Regions from separate parts of the Mus musculus genome. Here region 1 is linked to region 2. The links are chromatin contacts, called in public HiChIP or PLAC-seq maps. All regions are on one chromosome and are shown on one strand. The core of a region is the stretch at or near the end of the contact, and the rest is flanking DNA. Distances in the headings are between cores, read along the strand shown.

Evidence for each region. HiChIP or PLAC-seq counts read pairs in DNA pulled down with a chosen protein or histone mark.
Region 1: a contact with region 2 is called in a FOXA1 HiChIP or PLAC-seq map of pancreatic cancer cells. The contact joins the promoter of Tspan15 here to the enhancer-like site in region 2. A contact is called at or near these places in 2 of 115 datasets of contacts at active chromatin or transcription factors (embryonic stem cells and pancreatic cancer cells).

What each region holds. Positions count from the first base shown.
Region 1 is chr10:62,227,268-62,233,088 of GRCm38.p6, forward strand. Tspan15 (tetraspanin 15) reads right to left here and starts at 3,951. Exons shown (of 8, transcript NM_197996.2): 1 at 3,753-3,951. The coding sequence starts at 3,848.
Region 2 is chr10:61,758,621-61,764,898 of GRCm38.p6, forward strand. The region is part of intron 1 of Macroh2a2 (macroH2A.2 histone); the gene reads right to left. Among named protein-coding and RNA genes, the nearest start is that of Mir5108, 13 kb to the right of the region's middle. Within about 2 kb of position 1,446, at least 105 of the 459 cell types and tissues checked have an H3K27ac peak or open chromatin away from gene starts, as enhancers often do. A contact at or near this core is called in pancreatic cancer cells, where this site is marked.

The DNA.
Region 1 (5,821 bases), core at 2,701-5,200, 470 kb after region 2:
GTCCCTGTAAAGGACCATCAGGGAGGACTGTGCAGTGTGGGAAAGCGCAGGGTGCTGATATAGAAACAATTGATGGTTTCCCCCTCTGGGATGGAGATCAAATCCAGGGGCTGCTCACGCTGGGCAAGCAAGTGTTCTTGCACGATCAGCCCAGATGGAGCCCCCTCCTTTCCCTTATCTGTTATGCTCAGAATAAAAGCTTTGCTGGTTTCAACAGCACACGGACAAAATTGGAGCAATGCGGGCAGGCTTAGAAAGGCCGCCGCTGCTGCCCTGTGGGACGAGGGATTGACCTCCAGAACGTGTATGGGACTCTACCAGCTCAACAGCAGAAAAGCAGTTCTGATTTTACACCAAGGTTCTCATCTCTAAAGACATTTCTCAGGAGACAAAGAGTCAAGGAGGGCCGGCAAGATGGCTCAGCAGGTAAGAGCGATTGCCGCTTACTCCTGACAGTCTGAGTTCGATCCCCAGAGTCAGAGTGGAAGAGAGAACTATCTGATCCAGAAATGTCCTCTGATCTCCGTATATGTGTATAATCCATATAGCAAGATAACAAATGAATAGTTGACACTATTTTGAAAAAGCATTTAACACAGCTTCCATACAGGCAAAACACTTATACACAAAATAAAAATAAATAAATCCTATTAAAAAACAAAACAAAAGAGACCAAAGCTAAAAGAGCCTGACAGAAGATCTGAAGGTTCACTGTGGTAAAATCTCTCTCTCCCTCTCCCTCTCCCTCTCCCTCTCCCTCTCCCTCTCCCTCTCCCTCTCCCTCTCTCTCTCCCTTTCCCTCTCAGGCTGGCCTCAAACTCACAGAGAGAGAGAGTGAGCCACCTGCTTCTTCTGCCTCTCAAGTGCTGGGACTAAAGGGCCACCACTGCCCTGCAAGCACTCACACTCTGGGTTGGTAAGTGAGTAACCCTTGCTCTGACCTGTCTTCTTGCCAGGGGAGAGGCAGGAGATTGCATCCAGATAATGGGTTTTTCTGTAAATGCTTTTCAATTAGCAGGAAACTCAATCCAGACAAATTACTTAACCGGCAGCCGCCCGCTGCCACTCTGCAGTCACCCTGCAGTCACACTCTGGTACCTGGAGCCGTCCCAGCAGCCTTGCCCACAGCTGAGTTCTTGGCCTGGGTGGGGAGATTTTTTTTTTTTTAAAGTAGAAATACCGTCAGGGATGGCTCGGTTGGTACACAGCAGGCTTGGTTGGCTAAAGAGGGTGGAGTGGGGGTGGGGAGGGGCTGCAAGGGGCAGTGATTTGGGCCTTGTGAGCTCTTCTGATTTTATATAACTGTGTTTTACTTTGACAAGGTTTGGGGGGGGGTCTGTATCTCACCAGGTTCAGCCAGCTCTTTCCTCATTCTCTCTCACTACTAGTCCTAAAAAGGGATGCTGTGGGTGTGCAAGACAGAGTGTAACACATTCCCATTTTACAGGTGTAAAGGGGGAGGCATGAAGAGCCAGTGGTTACACACTGAGGAGGTATGGAATGGAGGTGAGGAGGGAGAGGGAATGGGACCCCCCACCTTTCCACCCTTGTCCTCAACTTTCCCTTTTGTCTCTGACTTATAGACAGGACTAAACTGAGCAGAATCACTGTGGTCTCCCAGGCCCATCCAGCGTTGGGGTTTTCAACCCTGGCTCACACTGCAGTTGTGTGAGGAGCTGAGGTACACAGTAATAAACACGTGTGCCAAGGCACAGGGATCTGTTGGAAACCTCCCAGTTAATTCCGATGCAACTTTGGGTGAGAGCCTCTGAGTTATAGCTCAAATCGTCTATCCGAACCTTCAGACTCCCTGCAACTCATACCCCATGTCTCTGCCCCACCCTCTACCCTTGGGAGCCTAGCAACACTGCTAATCTTTCTTTCGGGGTACCTGGAGTTGAAGCTAGCCAAAGGCTAGAACCAACATTTCTGAGACCCAAAACAGATATCATTTGCCTACAATATGCCAGTGAGTCTGGGACATAGCAGGACTAGAATCAAGATCTACTGACTGCCAGCAGGGTCGCCTTGTAAAGGGCTCCCATTCAAAGGCAGTCTTGATGGCCAGCCCAGCAGTTCCTGCCCACAGAAGAAATGCAGTAAGGAGCTGAGGAAGAAGAGAAGAAAGACAAAGGGAGAGAAAGTAGAGGAAGGGAGGGAAGGAGGGAGGACCTTATTTTCAGGGGACCCTTTGGGATCTCTGGACAAGCCTATCTACATACACACTTCTGTAGAGGTAAACACAGGGCCAACCTGTGGAAAGATATCCTCGTGTCTAGACTGAAGTCCAGTTATTCTAAAATGCCCTGATAAGCCAGGGGTAGTGGCACACCCCTGTGATCCCAGTACCCAGTGTGTGGGAGGTACAAACAGGAGGATCCAATGTTCAAGGTCATTGTCAGCTACACAGTGAGTTTGGGACCAGCCTAGATGACATGAGACCCTGTGGGGGGAAATGTCCCTGGGGACCTTTTAGCTTATACCATTCACAGGCAAAGATTCTTGCCCATAATAACATTAATGGTGCCAGACATGGTGTCTTACAACTGTAACTCCAATACTTGGAAGGCTAAGGCAGGAGGATTACTGAGTTCAAGATTAGCCTGGACTATTTAGTGAGTTCTAAATCAACCAGAAATGCATAAGATGCTGTCTCAAAACAAATAAGCAAACACACACACACACATATACACCACCACCAGCTAGACTAAGCTATAGTAAGACCCTGTCACAACAATAACTACAACAATAATAATAGGTGCCTTTAATGCCAGCACTTGGGTGACAGAGGCAGTTACATACAGAGGCCCTGTCTCTAAAAAAAACCCAAAAAACAATAGCAATAACAATAAATACTAATAATTATTATTTATTGTTAATGTTTTTATAATTATAATATAATAATTATATTATTACTATCTCCCCCCTTTTTTTTAGCTCTCTGTGGCCTCATCTTGGCCTGCGTTATTTTACTTCCACAACCATCCAAGTGTTTAATAACTACTGTCTCCAACTACAGATGAGAAAACTATGGTCAGAGAAATGAAGGAACTTTCCAGACCATTCAGCTAGGAAGTGGCGGGTAGTATTCAAAGCCTGGTTGTGCGCAACCAATGCCATCCTGATCCTCTATGGGCAATGCCAGACCTCATGAAAATAGCAACACCATCCAGGAGCCGCCGGGTTGTCAAGTGGAATGCCGCACTCCAACAAGAAAGCATTTCCTTCCAACAAGGAAGAAAGCAAGATGCCCAAGAGAAACATCTTGGTCAGAGGAAAGGCACAGGCAAGTAGCAACAGGGGCCAGACTTGGAATCCAGGTGGCCACAAGCACAAAAGCTGCCCACCTTTGGCCAGGCTGTGGAGAGTCACACCCTGAAGGCGTGGTGGGCGCAGTCAACAACGTACCCGCGCCCTACACAGCAGCCAGAGGATGCACAGCAGACTCGGCTGGCGAGCCGGACCCCATTAGGTAGGAGCTCAGCAGCATAGGTGAACAAAGTGGCGTCCTGTGGGCAACAGGGCTCGAACGCTGAGGACTGACTGGGCTGCTGGAACCGAGCAGAGCTGGGGCCGCCAAGGTATCCCGGTTCCCAGGGAAGTGGTGCGAGAAGCCCTCCCGCACTCCCGGCGGCCTCTCTGAGTGGCTGAAGCTGAACCCAAGCCTGGGTCGAGTGTTAGGGGGCCATCGAAGGAGTGTGGACCGTCCCATACCCCACCCCGACCCCGGCTCCACGGGCTCCATCACTCACCCAGAACACGGTGGAGTAGATGATGAGAGAGAACTTGAGCCAAAGATAGGAGAAGCGCGCGCAGTAGCGCACCTGCTCCGAGTCCCCGCGAGGCATCTTGGCTCCCGCGCGGGGCTGCGGGGCTGCCTCGATCCGGCCACCGCTCCAGGCCCCACCTGCGGCTGTCCCGCGGCCTGGCCCGCCACCCGCGCTCTCTCCCTGGACTGACTCAGGCGCGCCGCAATCACCGCTCGGGCCAGGGAGCGGACAATGCGGGCAGCCAATGGACGCGAAGGGGCGTGTCGGGGGCGTGTCGCGCTGTCGGGGCGTTGTTTCTATTCTAGGGGCGTGGCTTAGGCTACAGTGGACCGGGTGAGAGAAGGGGGCGAGACTCAAAAAAGGAGCGCTCCTGTGCATAGATCCTGTCCTCGATTTGTATCTCAGCGTGGGAGCGTGTGGCCTGGAGAGGCGCAGGAGTAAGGGCGAGCGTGCCCAGTTCTGTATTAGAAAACAGGGTGCTCGCACTGTAGTTCAGTGATAGAGGACTGCCTAAGAGCCTGAGTTCCTAAGTACCGTCAAAAATAAGGCTGGCTTTCCACGGGTGTGATTGAATACTGCGAGAAAGGACAGCGACAGTGGAGACAGTTAGGAGGAGGCAGAGACAGGCGGATCTATGTGAGTAATCTGGTCTGCACTGTGAGTTCCAGGACATCCAGAGCTACTCAGTGAGATCCTGTCTCGAAAACAAACAAACAAACAAACAAGCAAAACAAAACAAAACAAAATACCAAGTGTGTTGTTGTTGCAGTTACATCCTAGCGCACACCTTTGATACCTTGCATTCAGGAGACAGAAGCAAGTGGATCCCTGAGTTTGAGGGCAGCCTGGTCTACATAGCAAGTTTCAGGCCAGCCAAGGCTGTGTGACACTCAGTCTGAATAAAACACAAAACAAAAACAGCAAGTGAGTGTGTAAGAGTGATGGTCACATCCTGGAAGGTCACCAGTCCAGGGTGTTCCATTGGAGCAGCAGACTTCCGGAGACAGATCTGCCCCAGGCTCGTCAACCAGCTGACCATGGAAATTCCCTTTTGCCCTCCAACTCTGCTCCCAAAAAAAAAAGTTCTTCTCCCAGAAAATCCTCTTCTAGGACCTTCTACAAACCTAGTCACTACTCACTCACTCAGCCAGGGTCTGACCTCCCTCCAGCCTTCCCTTGGTGGGCTGGGCCACAGGTAGCTATGAATCGTTTTTCCTTGGTAAATGTTCCCAGCTGTCTTCTGTTGTTTTCCTGTCTCCGGCCTAGCCTGACTCTGTGCAGAGCCTGAGAACCAGACAGTCTGTGTTTGTGACAATCGGTAATTAAATGCATAGCTGCTAGTCAAAAGCTCTGAAAGTTCTGGTGGTGAATCTGGAAATGGCACCTGTAGACAAGTTCCCTGGGCTGAGAGGGGGGGAGTGTTCAGGAGGTGGGCAGGTCAGGTGCTAATCCTGGTATTTCTACTTAGAGAGAGAGAGAGAGAGAGAGAGAGAGAGAGAGAGAGAGACTGTCTGAATGTCATTGAGTCTGTGGGTGCTCTTGCATCCAAAGGAGATGTTGGATTTCTTGAAGCTGAAGTTATAGGTAGTGAGTGGTACGCCAACAGACGTGGGTACTAGGAACCGTACGTAGGTCTTCTGCAAGAACAGGAAGCCCTCGTGAGCCTGAGCCATCTCTCAGGGACTGTACTTTTTGTTTTGTTTTTAGAAACATCTCATTATGAAGCACACACACATTAATTAAGCATAGACTGGATAAAGTATCCTAGAGTTTACAGAGGTGCTCCTTCACATAGAGGCAGCGCACAAGGCTAGATCCTTGGGGGGGGGGGGTGAGGGGCACACATCTGTTAGCTTCCTGAATCCTGTCTCTCGAATGTCCTTGAGCAGGCCTTTCCTGCAAGGACGGACAATTGAGTCTTAAGTGAAGTTACAGGAACCGGTTTTGTGGCTACCTGCTCATAAAGGTTAGCATTGTCGCTATCTGCACGGGCCTGAGAACATGTGCTGAGATTTCTCTTCATGATAACCTGGCAGGAACATTTAGAGGGA
Region 2 (6,278 bases), core at 196-2,695:
CTTTTAGCCAGGGTCTCAGGTAGCCCAGGCTAGCCTGCAATATACCCACCTTTTGTTACTTGGTGGGTTTTTTTCTTCTACCCTTCTTCACCCCTTCTCAATCACCCTTTCAACCCAACACTAAATAAGAGAGATTAAAGGTTAAAGGGAAAGAGATACCTGCATAAAGTTAGGGGTGGGAAATGGGGCAACATTTTTGTTGTTAGACTACTTCCTGTTGAGTGTCAAGTTCCTTGGGGAAAGACAGGCTACCTAATTTCTTCTCTGCACTTAACAAACCATGATCAACAGTGACCTACAGCAAGCAACCAACAACCAAACAATACCCCCTGACCCCCACTCCCCACACTGCTTCTCAGGGCCCTAGCTCTTATATAGTCTCTGAAGATGTTCCAGAATTTAATATGTCACACACTCATAGAACCTATCTGCAGCTGGCAAAGTCACGCCCCTGCTAGAGCACAAGACAAATCACAGTCAGCTGCTGCGGTCAGTCCAAAGTAGCCACATATCCCACATCTGGGATTATAACAAGAACATATTTTAAAAATATTTCTGTGTTTTTTTTTAAAGAACCCAAAACTCCAAAATTGTCACTGTATTGGAAGTTAATATGCAGTTGAGGATGACCTTGATTGAACATGTGATTCTCCTGCCTCCATCTCCTGAGTACTGGGATTGAAGTCATGTACAACCATAACAAGTTTACATGGTGTTGGGGATCAAACCCAGACTGACCTTCCTGCACACTAGGCAAGCACCCCGTCTACAGGGCTACACTTCCAACCCCAGAATACCATTCTTTAAAACAGAAGCCTTCCCCAAAGGGCAGTATTGATGAATTATGTTGTTGCCTAGCAACTAGACAGCAAACAGAACCCAGAGTTTTGTTCCTTGGGATGGGGAGTCCAGGATGATTTGGGGGATACTTTTGAAGCCACACAGAGAGGTGGATTCCGTGTGACGCACCAAGGGACAAGGCTCTAGCTTACTGTCCCTTATGAAGCCATCTTCTAAGTGAAGACAGCTGTGGCATCCTGGACACACTTTTGCTCTTGTTATTTTGAAACAGGATCTTTCTATGTAGCCATGGGCAGCCTGTGTCAGGTTTGCTCAGACACAGTCTTTCTAAGGCTAAAAATAATTGTTAAAGGGCTGGGTTGGTCTCAAGCTGTCAGGTAAGTGAATATTGTGACCAAAAAAATATCATATACTATTTATAACTTATATAGTAAAGATCACAATATATAACAAAGTATAACAATATATAATTATGGAGCGGTATAATTCAGAGTAAGTAAATTACATAGGACAAAACAAGAGCAGAGTAAAGCCAGAGGCATTTCTAGGAAATGAGTCAAAGCTCTCTGCTCCAGGGTGATGGCATTCCCTTGTTGATACAAAGGAGAAAGTAAAAATAAACTGACATTCCTTCTGCCCACAGAGGCAGCAGCTCACATTTCCACAAGGCCGGCTTAGCCGCAGCCCACGTGACAACGAGAAAGCCAAAGGCTCAAAGGATGATGGGAGATAGTACTAAATGGATGCCCAGCTGCTGGGAGATACACAGCTAGGGTTACTGAACCTCGCACAGGACATTTTCTTATTTATTTTTGCATGTGCATATGTACATATGTGTGTTTCTGTGTATATGTACATGTACTGGATAGTTTTATGTCAACTTGTCATGGGCTAGAATCATCTGAGAACCCCAGTTGAGAAAACACTTCCGTGAGGTCAGGCTGTAGAGCATTTTCTTAATTCAGGATTGATGGGAGAGGGCCCAATCCCTTATGAGTAAGGCCACCCCTGGGCTGGTGGTCCTGGGCTCTATTAAAAAACAGGCGGAGCCTCTCCATGGCCTCTGCATCAGCTCCTGCCTCCAGGATCCTGCCCTGAGTGCCAATCCTGGCTTCCTTCAATGATGGACTACAATGTGGAAGTGCAAGATGAATAAACCCTTTCCTCCCCAACTTGCTTTTGGTCATGATGTTTCATCACAGCAATAGAAGCCCTAAGACAATATGTCTCTCTCACATATACATATATACATATATATGTATATATATATATATGCATATATGTGTGTGTATGTATGCATGTGTGTATCTATTCATGAGTGTGTATGTATGTATGCATGTACGTGTGTATGTATGCATGTGTGTGTGTGTGTGTGTGTGTGTGTGTGTGTGTGTGTAGGGGATGGGGAACTTGCATGAATGGCACTCCACAGAGTGCAACTAAACTCAGGTCATCGGGCTTAGTAGCACTTTCCTTTATACACTGTGCCATCTTGTAGGTTTAATTTCCTGTTGCATCCCAAAGTCTGTTAGGGTTGAGATATTTTACACATCAACTATGGAATTAAGAGTAATCAGTCCTGAGACATTTCCTTCCTTCCTTCCTTCCTTCCTTCCTTCCTTCCTTCCTTCCTTCCTTCCTTCCTTCTTTCCTTCCTTCCTTCCTTCTTTCCTTTCTTCCTTCCTTCTCTCTCTCTCTCTCCATTGTTTTCTTTTTATTCTTATTTTATGTGTATGAATCTTAATTTATTGATTTGTTTGCTTGGCTATTTATTTTATGTGTAAGGGTGTTCAGCCTTACACACAAGCATGCCTGCTGCAGGTAGGGACCAGACGAGAGTGCCGGATCCCGTGACTGCAGTTACAGACAGCCGTGAGCTGTCACACGGATGCTGTTGAACAATCCTGGGTCCTCTGGAGGAGCAGCCAGTGTTCTTCACCACTGAGCCATCTCTCTAGGACCTTCCCATAATTCTGAAGCAGGACATCCCTATTGCCCCTCTGGCACCCGCTGCAGGGCCTAGGGAACACCACGTAGGAGGATGGAAAGAACACTACAGAATTTGGTCCTGCGCATAAAAGGTGACCACAGCCATCATGGACACACAGTAGTTGCCACTACCTGAACAAGTCTGCACGTGGCGCCAGAGATGTGAGAAGGAGGGCACTGGCAGGGGATCAGAAGGAGTTGGCAGAAATGGGGGAAGGTGAGAGAGGCTATTGGGGTGAATGTGACTGCAGTCAATTCTATACAAGTATGAAATTGTCAAAAAAAAAAAAAAGAAAAAGTCTATAGAATGAGGCCTTTGTTTTGTTTTGTAAAACAGATCTTACTGTGAAGTCTAGGCTAGCCTAGGACTCACTGTGTAGCTCAGAGTGGCCTTGAACTTGAGGCTCAGCTTTTCAAATGATAGGATTACAAGTGTAAATAAGAACTGGTTCATTTATTGGGAGGAGAAAGGGGTATTTATGCCCCTGGGGAGGTGGCCAGGGTCTCTGGGGCCAGGTTTGTGTGGCTGTGCACCACTGGTCAGGGCAGGAGTGATGGAAGATGCTTTGTGTGCATATCCAGGGAATGTAGGGTCTGAGGAGGGGATGGGAAAGGGACCGTGGGGGTGGGGGAACCTTATAAGGTCAAACAAGGACCGAAGCCTGGTAACTGTCAGGGCAATAGATTCTTACTGGGGCTGATGGTAGGGGAGCCCCTATATGGCACCAGGTTGGGAGTGGGGAGGGAGCCAAGCCTTTCCATCCTCATGTCTGAGGTATCCGGGGTTGAAGCTCCCTCTGCCCTTCCCCCCTAACCCTGGGCCTATGGTGCCACAAAGGGTTCCTTCCGGGTTTTTTGTTTTGCTTTTTTTTTTTTTTTAAAGAATTACTTATTTTAGGTGTGTGACTGTTTTGTCTGCATATATGTAGGCACACCACGTGGAGGTCAGAAGAGGCCATCTGATCTCCTAGGAATGGTGTCTCAGACGGTTGTGAGCTGGCATGTGGGTGCTGCAAGTTGAACCCAAGTCCTCTGCAGAAGCAACAAGTGCCCCTAACCACTGAGCCACCCATCCAGCCCTTCAGGTTTTGAGGCCAGCAAGGAAACTGCAAGTGTTTCTCTAGGAAAAAGACACAGCAGCATTACGAATGGGTCTTCAAAGACGGCCCCTGCCTCTACACTGGAAAGGGAGCGTTTGGGACAAGAGAACTGACCAAACACCAATGGCAGGTGACTCACACCAGGAAAAGAGCACTTCGGGATTGTTGGATCATTTCAAGTTATTTCTGGGAGCTAGAGAAATGGTCGGGTGGTTAAGGGCATGGAGTACACTCTTCCAGAGGACCTGAGTCCAATATCAGGGGACTCACAACTGCCTGTAACTGTAGCCCCAGAGAATCCAGTGCCTTTGGCTTCCACAGGCAAATGCACAAACTCACACTCAAGACGCTTACATCTAACTAAAAATAAAACTTTTAACAAAGATTATTGCATCGAGGCTATAACTCTGTGACAGAATATTTGCTTAGTGTCCAAAAGGGCATGGAACATTTAGTCCCCTGTCCCCTTGAGACAGGGTCTCACTGTGTAGCTTGGAACTCACTATGTAGTCAGCCTGGCCTTGAACTCACAGAGATCTGCTTACCCGTCTCCAGAGTGCTAGGATTAAAGGTATTCCTGGCCTAAAGGCCCCGAAATGGATCTCCAGCACCACAAAATATACTTGGCATGATTAACAGATTGTAGTGAGAGGAAAGGGGGTGTGTCCATAGACTGCTGGAGTCACGAGCCTAGAAAAATGAGTGAGAAGCTAAGTGTGATGGTGTAAGCCTGTGATCTCAGCACTTAGGAGACAGGAGGATTGTGGGAACATAATAAGACCATGTTTCAAAAAAAAAAAAAAAAAAAGAGGAGGAGGAGGAGGCAGAGGAAGAGGAGGAGGAAGAGGAGGGAGAGGAGGAGGAAGAGGGAATTAAAAAATAGCAAGGCATCAAAGAATGAGACCGGGAAAACAAATTAGGCACACAGTGAGACAGATCTTTAAGATCTGGAGGGCCACACTCAGGCAGAAGGAACAGAAAATGTCACTGTGTTTGGTGTGAGAGTGTGTGGTAGGGTGGGACAGTGGGTTCTACTGCAGGGAGTGGCATGATTGCTCTGAGGACAGCATACAGAGAGCCCAGGGAAGATCTGTTTAGGCAGGCCAGGTAGACAGAGGCCAGGTTAGTGGGTAAGGTAAGATCTAGTGGACAACATGATGGACCACAAGTAACTTCCCTGCAGGGACATCCGGCCATCGAGCGGTTTTAAGTAAGACAGGAGTGAACTCCCGGCCAAGGGGAGAACCCTGATGAGGAGGCTGATGTGTGGTAGACTCTGGCCATGAAGGATTCTCTGGAACAAGGAGCCTAGGCTTCTGGAACTGACTGCTCCCTGAGAGCATCGCTGCCTCGCTCCCATGTCAGGCCTGAAAATCTGCACATGACAAACTGCAGTTACTCAAGAAGTGGCTCCTGCAGTTCTTGCAGAAGCTGAGGGCTGCAGGCTGAGGTGCCTGGCACTGGACTGGCTGGGAGCCTCCCAGCCCCAATAGTTCCCTCCTCACAGCCTCCTCACTTTTTTCTTTTCTTTCTTTCTTTCCTTCCTTCTTTTTTTTTTTGGTTTTTTGAGACAGGATTTTTCTGTGTAGTCCTGGCTGTCCTGGAGCTCACTCTAGACCAGGCTGGCCTCGAACTCAGAAATCCGCCTGCCTCTGCCTCCCGAGCGTTGGGATTAAAGGCGTGTGCCACCACTGCCCGGCCTCACTTTCTTTTTAAATTAGGGGTTCGAGCAATGTATCAGTGGTTAAGAGCACTCTCTTAGCTGCTCTCTTCCATGGGACCTAGGTTTCATTTCTCCATTTCTATCAGTTAAGGTGGCTAACTCCAATTTCAGGGGGTCCAACGTCTTCTTCTGGCCTCCATGGTACTACATGCACGCACACACACACACACACACACACACACACACACACACACACACACACACACTCCCACCTTATAGGGTGACCTGGAACTTCTCAAATCATGATCCTCCTGCTTTGGCCTCCTCATGGCTTGAATGATAGACATACAGCATGGTGCTCAACTCTCGCATACCATCCCTGAGGTGAATGAAGTGGGTCTGGGGTATTTTATGACATAGTTCACCTACACTATTTTTAAACGCTTCTTATGTCGTTAATGCATTCCTGTTTCACATGTCACTTTCCCACTAAAGTATCTAGGTATTCCTCAGAGGAATGCAAGCAGTAACTGCCCTAGACTGTTGTCTCTGATGGTGGCACACAGGAACAAAATGACGCTGAGTGTTGAAAATGTCCACGGTTTCTGTATCCGTGCTGTCTGAAGCTGCTGACCTCATACATGTCTTGCAAGTGCGCTCTGTCCCGGAGGAAGCAGGAACTGCAGATTGGAAGTTTGAATATCTGACAAGCTGAGGAGGAGGGG